3 separate regions of the Sus scrofa genome follow, and all the other regions are linked to region 1. A link is a contact called in public HiChIP or PLAC-seq data. All regions are on one chromosome and are shown on one strand. The core of a region is the stretch at or near the end of the contact, and the rest is flanking DNA. Distances in the headings are between cores, read along the strand shown.

What was found. HiChIP or PLAC-seq counts read pairs in DNA pulled down with a chosen protein or histone mark.
Region 2: an H3K27ac HiChIP or PLAC-seq map of alveolar macrophages shows a contact between it and region 1. The contact joins the promoter of IDE here to the promoter of BTAF1 in region 1. A contact is called at or near these places in 1 of 47 Hi-C or Micro-C datasets (psoas muscle) and 2 of 2 datasets of contacts at active chromatin or transcription factors (alveolar macrophages and skeletal muscle).
Region 3: an H3K27ac HiChIP or PLAC-seq map of skeletal muscle shows a contact between it and region 1, with 5 times the contacts expected there. The contact joins the promoter of KIF11 here to the promoter of BTAF1 in region 1. A contact is called at or near these places in 1 of 5 promoter capture datasets (fetal liver), 1 of 47 Hi-C or Micro-C datasets (heart right ventricle) and 1 of 2 datasets of contacts at active chromatin or transcription factors (skeletal muscle).

The regions. Positions count from the first base shown.
Region 1 is chr14:103,528,643-103,532,121 of Sscrofa11.1, reverse strand. It overlaps BTAF1 (TATA-binding protein-associated factor 172), which reads right to left and starts at 1,376. Exons shown (of 38, transcript XM_003359291.5): 1 at 1,061-1,376. The coding sequence starts at 1,074.
Region 2 is chr14:104,104,899-104,108,117 of Sscrofa11.1, reverse strand. IDE (insulin-degrading enzyme) reads left to right here and starts at 1,547. Exons shown (of 25, transcript XM_001925381.7): 1 at 1,547-2,056. The coding sequence starts at 1,959.
Region 3 is chr14:104,124,133-104,127,260 of Sscrofa11.1, reverse strand. It overlaps KIF11 (kinesin-like protein KIF11), which reads right to left and starts at 1,422. Exons shown (of 22, transcript XM_003133148.4): 1 at 1,064-1,422. The coding sequence starts at 1,140.

The DNA of each region.
Region 1 (3,479 bases), core at 127-2,626:
AAAACTTGGATGCCCCTGCTACAGTTATCTTGCAACCCAATTCTCATGTGTTTCTCCCACACGCTCTTTCATAATTTATCTGGAGAGTATGCAAGGGATGGGTTATCTTTTCACTTGCAAAATAGGAATGTGCTCAACTATGAAAAATGAATAAAAACGATGTTTTCTGAACTGTCATCATTTCCCCCTTCAGTCTATGTGGTAGAAAACTACTCATGAAAACTAACAATAAACTTGCTCAATCTTTCTGACTGCTCTGAGAAAGACTATCCCCTATTTACATGTCCATATGCCCACTAACATCGAGCCTCTGCCAAAATGTATTCCCACCATTCTTTAATACTGGAGGAAAGAAGTTCCTCCTATAGCTATACAAATAAATGTCTTGCTGGTTTTCCTACAGTTTTCCTAGACTTTGCTACTGATGGGCATCACTTTAAAATAATTTAAGATTTGCGATCCATCTTTCGCGCCTTGGTTAAGAAGATGATGCCGATTCAATAATTTGCTACAGATTACAACGCTGACGATCGAGTAGGTACTGCCAAACAAAAGGAAGAATTATTTTGTATTGTAAAAAAAAAGTCCCAAGGAAAGAACATATCCCTAAAGACGTAAAGAAAAAATTTTCACATAATTAAAAGGTCATTTGGATAATAGTAACTCAAACCTCCCCGACGTCGACAGTTACTACCAAGTTTTCCCGTGAAATGGAGGTTAGGGATCGGCCTTAGAATACTATGAAAGAGAAGAGACTCTCCTAGAACTGAAAGAGGGAAGAGAAACCACAGATGAGAAACATGGTGAGGAAAGAGAAAAACTAGCTCTAACGTGCCAAAGGCTGTATTCAACAAGAAAGAGACGTTTTTTTAACCGATTTAGGAGAAGTAACCAGAGCCAAAACCCTCGCAGACCAAGGGGAAAACTCCTGAGTGTGGGGAGGAAGGCGCCCGAGCCCAGTGACAATGGGAACCGCTCCTTTCTAGGAGTGGGTGCACCGAGAGGAGACTGTGCCTCGGCCGGGCCGATTTACCGTCGGCTCGGGAAGAGCTAGACTTACCTGGAGACCGCCATGGCCGGGCGCCGGCGGTTCGGAGCTCGCCGCGAGCGACCCGCGGCGCCGCGGAGGCGCTAGTTTCCAGAGAGCAGAGCGGCGCAGGCCCAGGCCCCGAAGCAAAAGGGAGCGGCCAGTGCGGCGAGGGGCGTCCTGGCGCGGGCCCTCGGGCATCTGCCCCGCCGCCTACCCGAGCTCGTACCCACCGCGGCCGGGGCGCAAAGGTCTGAGACAGAGTCGGAGGCGGCAGTCCTCCGACCCGCACGACTTCAAACCGGGTGCCCCCAGCCCCGCTCTTTGCTGACGTAGGCGTCGGCACGCCGGACTGAGCGTCAGCGCGCCGGAAGTGACGTCAGCCCCCGCGAGGGTTTCCGCTTGGCCGCTGAGCCAAAGGAGTGCGAGAGGCTTCCCCCGGCGGCGCGCGCCTGCGAACTAGCTCGTGGTGCCCATCAGAAGGGGATTGTTAGTCTTCAGAGGAGGCAGGAGAGGAGAAGTAAGAGTCCCCTTAATTTTCTAAAAAAGGAAAAAAGACTCTGTAGCCCGGGTTCTGGAAGTTCAAAACCTATGTTTCTGATTCCTCCAGCCCCATTTTTGTCCCACCGGATTTTCCTAGAGAAAGCAATATCCGAGGGACCAGAGAACTCTCTAGTCCGGGTGGCAGTGCCAGAGGGAAGGGTGAAATCCAGAAAGATCTGCGACGGTACTTCTGAAGACACGGCCCAAATGTTTGCCATATTCCTGCCATATGTTCTGCATGGGCACTGGAGGAAAGGTCTTCTGCCAGCCATTTTGCCAAGTTTGGTTTCCTAATTGTTTCTCTTTTTGGTCCCGTCATTTTCTCATCAGATTTGAAAATTCTCAGCCATTTATGTTTATATTTATTTGCTTATGCATCTATTCAATTGCTTAACTTATTAGTCTTTTAAACATTTCTCTGTCACCTGGTGCAGGCCCTTATCTTAAACCTGATTTTTATAATAATTGTCAAAGGGATATTTTTCCAACTTCTTCAATTGAGCTAATCTTTCAGGCCTCCAACAGATTAGTCTTCAAGAAACACTGCTTTTATCGTGTCATAAAACTTGTCCATTGACTACTCATTACCTGAAGAGGCTATGCCTCAATCCCTGAGTCTTTCTCATCTGTAAAATGAAGCTAATGAGAATTACTATAGGAATAAAATGATGTCATGTATCTACAAGAGTTTACAAGAGTTTATAGACCATAAAGGGAAAGAAACTAACTTAAGAACCTACTGTGTGCTAATCATTTGGCATGCGTTATCTCACATAATTTGTAGGCCAATCCTGTAAAGAAAGTATTAATGTTCACTTTATAGGTGGGAAAACTAAGTTGGTAATTTGCCTGACATCCAAGCTAGTAATAATATTTACTGTTCATTCACTCAGCAAATATTAGTTTGGTCCCTGCTCTATACCAGACACTCTGTTAGGCACTGTTTATGCAATTAGACAAAAATCTGATTAAGCTGATGTTCTTTTTTCTTTTTTTCTTTTTCTCCTTTTTAGGGCCACACCCACGACATATGGAGGTTCCCAGGCTAGGGGTCAAATTGGAGCCACAGCTGTCAGCCTCAGCAACACAAGATCTGAGCCACGTCTGTGACCTACACCACAGCTCACAGCAACACCGGATCCTTAACCCACTGAGCGAGGCCAGGGATCAAACCTGCAACCTCATGATTCCTAGTCAGATTAGTTTTCACTGTGCCACAGTGGGAATTCCAAACTGATGTTCTAATATCTTGGCATATCACAGCCTCCTCCCACCTGCCTTCTCAGTTCATCTACCACCACTGAAACTAACAAGCAGGTACATTTACTGATTACACACTATATTCATTTATTCAGCCAAAATTAAGTACCCACCACATGCTAAACACCTCATACTAGAAATGAGGGCTTCAGAATAAACCAGGAGTTTCCGTTGTGGTACAGTGAAAACGAACCTGACTAGTATCCCATTTTGCTGTGGCTGTGGTGTAGGCTGGCAGCTGTAGCTCTGATTCAGTCCTAGCCTGGGAACCTCCATATGCCTTGGCTTCGGCCCTAAAAAGACAATAAATAAATAAACTAAATAAATAAATAAATACATACATAAAATAAAATTCCTTGCCTGGAAACTTCTATGTGCCTCCAGTGAAGCCATAAAAAAATTAAAAAAAAATACTCTGGAGTTTCTGCTGTGGCACAACAGATCAGTGGTGTCACTGTGGCACCAGGATGTGGGTTTGATTCCCCGTCTAGCATGGTGGGTTAAAGGATCCTGTGTGGCCACTGCTTCAGCTCAGGCGGCAACTGTGGCTCAGATCTGATCCCTGCCCTGGGAATTCCATGTGCCATGTGGCAGCCAAAAAGAGGGGGGGATACTGTAATATCCAGGAGATAATCAGATATATAGTTCT
Region 2 (3,219 bases), core at 298-2,797, 580 kb before region 1:
CCTAATCTGTTGATGTTTACGTCTATGAAAGTTAAGATTCAAATAAGTGCCTTTAGAGAGTAGCAGCTCTGATCAGGGAATGGTTAACCCCAATGGGGTATGTGAGAAATGGCATTAAGGCGAAGTTTTATAAAGTCAATGCCTTTTCAATAGGTTTTGAAAGTTGCTAGAGCACTAACAAGCTAGTACTGCTGTAAGCATCAATTAGCTCTGACAGCTGTGGAAAATGGAATTGGTGGAAGTGGGGGGCAGAGGCGGAAATGTGGGGTAATGGCTCCCCAAAAGAAATGTCTAGGTCCTAATCCCAGGAGACTTCAAGTGTTATTATTTGTTAAAATTATCTTTGCAGAAGTAATTAAGATAAGGATGAGATGGGGTCATCCTGGATTACCTGATTGTGCTATAAATCCAATGACAAATGTCCTTGTGAGACAAAAGAAGACAAGACACACAGAGAAGAAGGCATTGTAAAGGTGGAGACAGACATTAGAGTGATACGGCCTCAAGCCAAAAAGAAGCTGAAGGAGGCAAAGCAGAGTTTCTCCCCTAAGATCTTCTGTAGGGAGTGCAGCCCTGCCAACATCCTGATTTTGGATTTCTGGCCTTCCGACTGTGAGAGAAAAAATTTCTGTTAAGTCACTAATTTTGTTGTAACTTGTTATGGCATCCACGGGAAGCCAATACAGATAGATGGGCTGGAGCTAAAATGTAACAGTGTGGAATTTTTACCTTACACGCACTAGGATTAGTTCTTCTTTGCTACCTCGGTTTTCATCCCTCCAAGATTTGCCTTTAGCTGAAACTATATGATAGAAAGGATTTCCCAGGTGTTCCCACTGTGGTGCAATGGGTTAAGGATCCTGGGTTGCTGTAGCTGTAGTGTAGGTCACAGATGCAGGTTGGACTCAATTCCGGGCCTGGGAATTTCCATATGCCATGGGTGCGGTGGGGGGAAAAAAGAAAAAAAGATCCCCGAGTACCTCTTTGATGAAGCAACCCCTTAAAGGATCCTTCTCCTGAATTCCCATTTGAAGCAATAATAGTATTCAAAGCACTGTTTTTGGCTGCAGTCTTCGTCTGCCACATCAGCAACTTAAAAGCACTTAAACCAGGAAATTGCTAACCCTAATTGAGCTCTCCTTAAAGACCCCAGTAAAAGAATGTAACAGAAAGTGAGATTTGTAACTATTAAATTGTTCTCAGATGCAAAAAGGGACTGAAATACATTGACAACAGTAGGAGTACTACATTCATGCGTGAGCGTTTGTTTTTTTTTAAATATAGTAGTAGCACAGAATGGTAGTTTCTATTCTGGATTTGTAAACCCACGAATGTCTGATTTTGCTGTAGCCTGTCCCATCTCCACTTTGCCGGTTTCCCAGATGGAAATCCAGGGTGCCGGCCTCCCTCTCAGGGACCCTCGGTCTAACTTCTCCCTCGCCCCTACCCCGCAGTCCACGCCCTTACCGAGCTCTAGAGGGAGCCCGCGGGCCGCGCGCCGCCGCGGATTGGTTTTCCGTGAGGTCGCCTAGTCGGCTGACCTTGTTCCAACACCTGTACTGCTGCTGCCGACAGCCAACGGGGGCGCCTGGGGAAACACCGCCCCTTGTGCCCTCACGGTATTCATGAGCTCCCAGTCCTCCACTAACACAGCCAGATACACATCGCTCCCCTTACGCGTGCGCCCGCCGTGACCCAGCCGGACTCTTCCCCGCCCAGGGAAGCCTGGTGGCTGGGTTGCCGCAGCACCCGGCGAGACTCCTTCCAGCCCGCTAGCTCCGGCCTTGGCCGCCCGCCGTCCCCGCCCCTGTCGGGCTCCCGGCAAAACCCGGAGAGACCGCGGTTCGGCGGCTCCCGGGAGGCGGCGCGGCGCTGCGTACTGAGCATGCGCAGTGAGCAAGGCCGGCTCCGGCGCAAGAAGGAAGCGTTCGCGGTGATCCCGGCGGCTGCGCTGGGGTATGCGGTACCGGCTAGCGTGGCTGCTGCACCCCGCGCTGCCCAGCACCTTCCGCTCCGTCCTCGGCGCACGCCTGCCGCCCCTGGAGCGCCTCTGTGGGTAAGCGGAGCGGAGCGTCCGGGCCCTCGGGGCCCGTGGGTCACGGCGGTTTGGAGCTCGGGTTGCAAAGTGGTGATTCAGCACTTAAAGCCGCCGCCGCCGCTCCTCACGCCGCCCCGTCCTGCGGGCCGGGGCCGGGACGGCCGTGTTGAGGCCGCCTGGGGCCCAGAAGGGTGGCTGGAGGGGAGAGAGCGAGGAGTCTGGCCCGAGAGGAGGGCGTCCTACGGACTGGTGAGGGCGGACGGAGGCTGTGACCCGGGGTCACGGGGCGTGTGTCACAAGTGCGGGGGGCTTGGCGCACGGGCGCCGAGTCACCCCGGCCCGCTCCCGGGAGCCGCGCTGGGCCGCGCCGCTTCGGGGCAGGGGGAGTCTGCCAGTGAGGGGCTGGGAACCCGAGGCTGACGGTCCCTTGCCGTGAGGTAAAGGAATTCGAGTCCAGGACGACCGCTTCTCACCTTCTTCCCAGCCGTGCTTTTTCCTGTGCGAACTGAGTTTCCACTATTATAAGGAAATCCCTGCATTGGGATCTGTAAAAGTTTGCCTGCCTGCACTTAGTGAGTAGCCCAGTGTTGGCTTTCCTGTAGGGAGAATTTGGGAGCCGGAAGATGCGTAGGATCCTTCACAGCAGCTCCCTTGTTTCACACCTGAGAACCGAGGCCCGGAGAGATTGTGTGATTTCCCCACAATTGCAGGTTGTGGCACGAACCGGGATGGGACGCACGTTTTTTTTGCCATCCGGTGGCGTGCTCTCTCCTCTTGGCTACTCTGTGTATACGGGAAATTTTCAGTCTTGTAGCGAACGCTGAATATACCCTTTACTGTGAAAAAACAGGAATTGGCAAAGCTGGGTAGTCTTGTCTTGCCTAACTTGGATACATCAGATTTGAACCCCTCCTCTGGTTTAAAAAATATCCAGGATCTACTAAAGGCAGGGCACAGTGATGACCCTCTGTGTAAGGAACGTGGTCTGCATTCAGAGTGGTTGGAGCGAATTAAGATGCCAGAAGAGTGTAGCCAGCAAAAAAAACGGTGTGTTTGAGAGAATCAGAAGACTGGCAGGACGTGTCTTAGGAGCTCGCTGCGGAGCAGAGATGGGAGAGGGGTCTGGGCTGGCCTTTGAAGGAAGGGCAGAAGGTGGGCAGGGGTGGGTATAGTCTAGCCTA
Region 3 (3,128 bases), core at 173-2,672, 600 kb before region 1:
GGCTGCTTTTTAAAAAATCTTCAAAACAGGTTAACTATTAGCAGAAGCCCTAGAGTGCAACTAGTAATTGGTTATACTTAAGTTTACCATCAAATTTCCTCTCTGGCATCCAGTTTAAAAAGCTATTACCTTTGATATCAACAATTCAAGTCACCAAAGCTGTGTAGGCAATAACCTAAGAAAGTTTGTTGATACACTTTGAAAATAACCTTTTAATTTTAGAATATGTTTGGATTTCCATGAAAGTTGCTGATGGCAGAGTTTTTGAAACAATAACAACAAAAATAGACACACAAAACACACATACACCAGTAAACTGTAAAGGGCCTCTAAAAAGCTGAATAAATCCAATTAAGCAATTTGTACAAGTATGTTTTTCCTCTCCTAGTTCATTTTAAAATCGGGAAGTGATATGGAAACTAATCGAGGGAGAGTAGAACACCTTCACCCACCCACTGGGAAAAAGCCTTCTCCTTTGGACAAGAGAAGACCAAGTACAGTACAACTTAAGTTGTCTCCTCGATCTTTTAAAAACAAACTCACTCTACGACTTAATTTTAAAACGTTAAATACAGCGCTGTTTGTTTAATAGGGATTAAGGAAATATTTCATTTAGAATAAAGAGAACAGGTGACTGAATATGTTTTTAGAGGTTATGAAGTATGATAATCCCAAGACAAATGTTAAAACATTTGCAAAGTAGGTGTGCAGTCTTATTTCCAAACTGACCAACTGTTAGGAGTGACATATAAAAGTGACGCCTAAATCTCTGTCGACAGTTTGAAAGGAAAAAAAAAAAAAGCTCTTTTCAACAAAGAACAGCAATCAATTCTCCATAGCTGCTTAAACTACAAAGTCAGACACAAATATCCTTTCTTCTGAAAACACTAATTTACTCGCCGCAGCAACCTGGTGTTATTTTACCGAACTGAACGCGGGGAACTATGAAATAGGAAGGTCTGGTTCCTTCAAAAGCTGCAAACAAAATCGCTCTCCTCCAACCGCGCAGGAGGGAGCCCCACAGCAAAGCCCGGAGCTGGGAATCCAGCCAGGCTCGCCCTACCTGCATCTCACCACCACCTGGATATTCTTTCCCTTCTCATCTTTCTTCTTCGTAGAGGAATTCGGCTGAGACGCCATGACTGTCCCCGCCGAAAATCAAGGCCTGGTCTCAGACTCCTGCGCCCAAGGGCGTGGAGTGGCTCTGCAGCGTCGTGGACCTGGGTGATCTCCTTCCCTGCCAGGTGCTGCCCGTAGGCGGGAAAATCGCTCTCCACCAGGGACTCTGGCCGCACTTGTGTCCGGCACTATCCGGAGCCTTCGAACCTCCAACCTAGTCTCCGCCTAAGCCCAGGAAACCAAGCAACGACTCGGCGCCTCAATTTGAAAAAGAAGACCAAGTCGCCTGGCCAATTGCAGCGCGGGCGCGCAAGGCACCATGGGATATGGTGTCGTCATCCGATTCCACCCCGAGGGCGTGGCCGCGGGAAAGTGAAAAGCGGGTCCGTATTTGCTCGCCCAGAACCCTTAGTCTAGTGGGACAAATGCTGTAAATAGTCTTACGCTTCACTGTGGCCTTACTCGAATTACATAACCGTCTCTAAACCAAAATTTCCTTATCTGCAAAATGGAAATAAGAGCAACCGTCTCAGAGAGTCGTGTGAGAATCAATGAGCTAGTGCGGGTAAATAGCTTAGACTAGAACATGTAAGCCCTCAGGAAAGCTGGAGGTGATTTTAATTATTTTTAGAGGATTGTAATAAAATGCTGTGAAGCACAGAAGAGAGAGGTCCAAAGCGAGCCCGTTTCTCGGAGGGAGCGTCCAGAGTAGTCCTAAAGAATAATTAGGACGTGTTAAGGTGAGGCTACCACGGGTTACCAAAGAAGCTACCAAAATCGTGATGCAAGGACACTGCATGTCATTTTAGGACATGAATTTATCTTTATCCTTTAACTGATGAGAAAACGTCATTGCCAAATGATTCCAAGCAAGAAAGTAGGATCAGATTCGCATTTCCTGACAACTCTTCTGCAGTAACTTGCAGGCTCAGGTCGCGCTCCCCTCCTGGGACGTGGCGCTGCATCCAGCGGGCATCTCAAGGAGGTTGCGCGAACGCCTACTCGCAGCAGTCAGCCTACAAATCCCAGCAGGCAACGCTGCCTGGACCCCTCCAGCTCTCCGTAGGCGTACTCCGGCCCATTTCGGCAGTGCTTGGAGTGACACCAACAGTTTAGACGTAGGTCTCGGATCCAGGAAATAATAAATTATGGGCCTATGCTGTAGTCCGCTCTGGAAACTGAGCTTCTGGGCCACATTTATACCCTGGGAACCTAGATGAAATTGTAGTTTCTTAAGTGACAGCCAGATGAGGTGTAAAGCTCTCAGCCCCTTAGTGTTCCTCTGCATAATAACCTCCTATCATTCCCCTAAGGAAGCATCTGTGATAGCTTAGACGGATAGTTTTCCCCGCTATGCATAGCCAAATGCCTACTGATATTGAGGTAGGAGGAAGATGGGCCCCTGGGCTGAGAATAGCTGGGACTTGTTAGAGTAAATGGTGCCTTGTTTCTCTTTGACACTTCGAGGAGAAAGTTAATTGTAGGAACTGAGGTCTGCTAGAGTAGAAAGATAAAATGACCACCTCAATCGCTTCTTGGATCAAGAAGTTCTCCCCAATTACACATGCACAGTAAGACTCCTAGGAGTCAAAAAGGAAGGGTGTGCCAGGCCATAATATGTCTTGATACCATCTCAGAACTCTTTGCTCTGGAATCCATCTTGACCAAAAGATGTGCATGCATATCGGGAAGGAGCCTATGACCAGTCAGGTATGAGAAATAAAACAAGAAAATTGGCCAAAGGAAAACAAAGACGGGGAAGAACTGTCCTATATAAGTGATTTAAATCACCTCTCTGGTGGGCTCTTCACTCAGGGGGATGCCCGAACCCTTACTCCTCTTTAGAGTATTACTTCTTTGCTTCTGACCTAAATAAACTGCTTCTCTGTGTGCTCTCCCATGTTGTACTGTGACTCTAAGAATAAACTTTTTACCTGTTTTTACAGTCTTTTTTTCTCCTTAAAACAGTCTTGCTTTCAACAGGGAGCAAGAATCAGGGCAATTCTGCT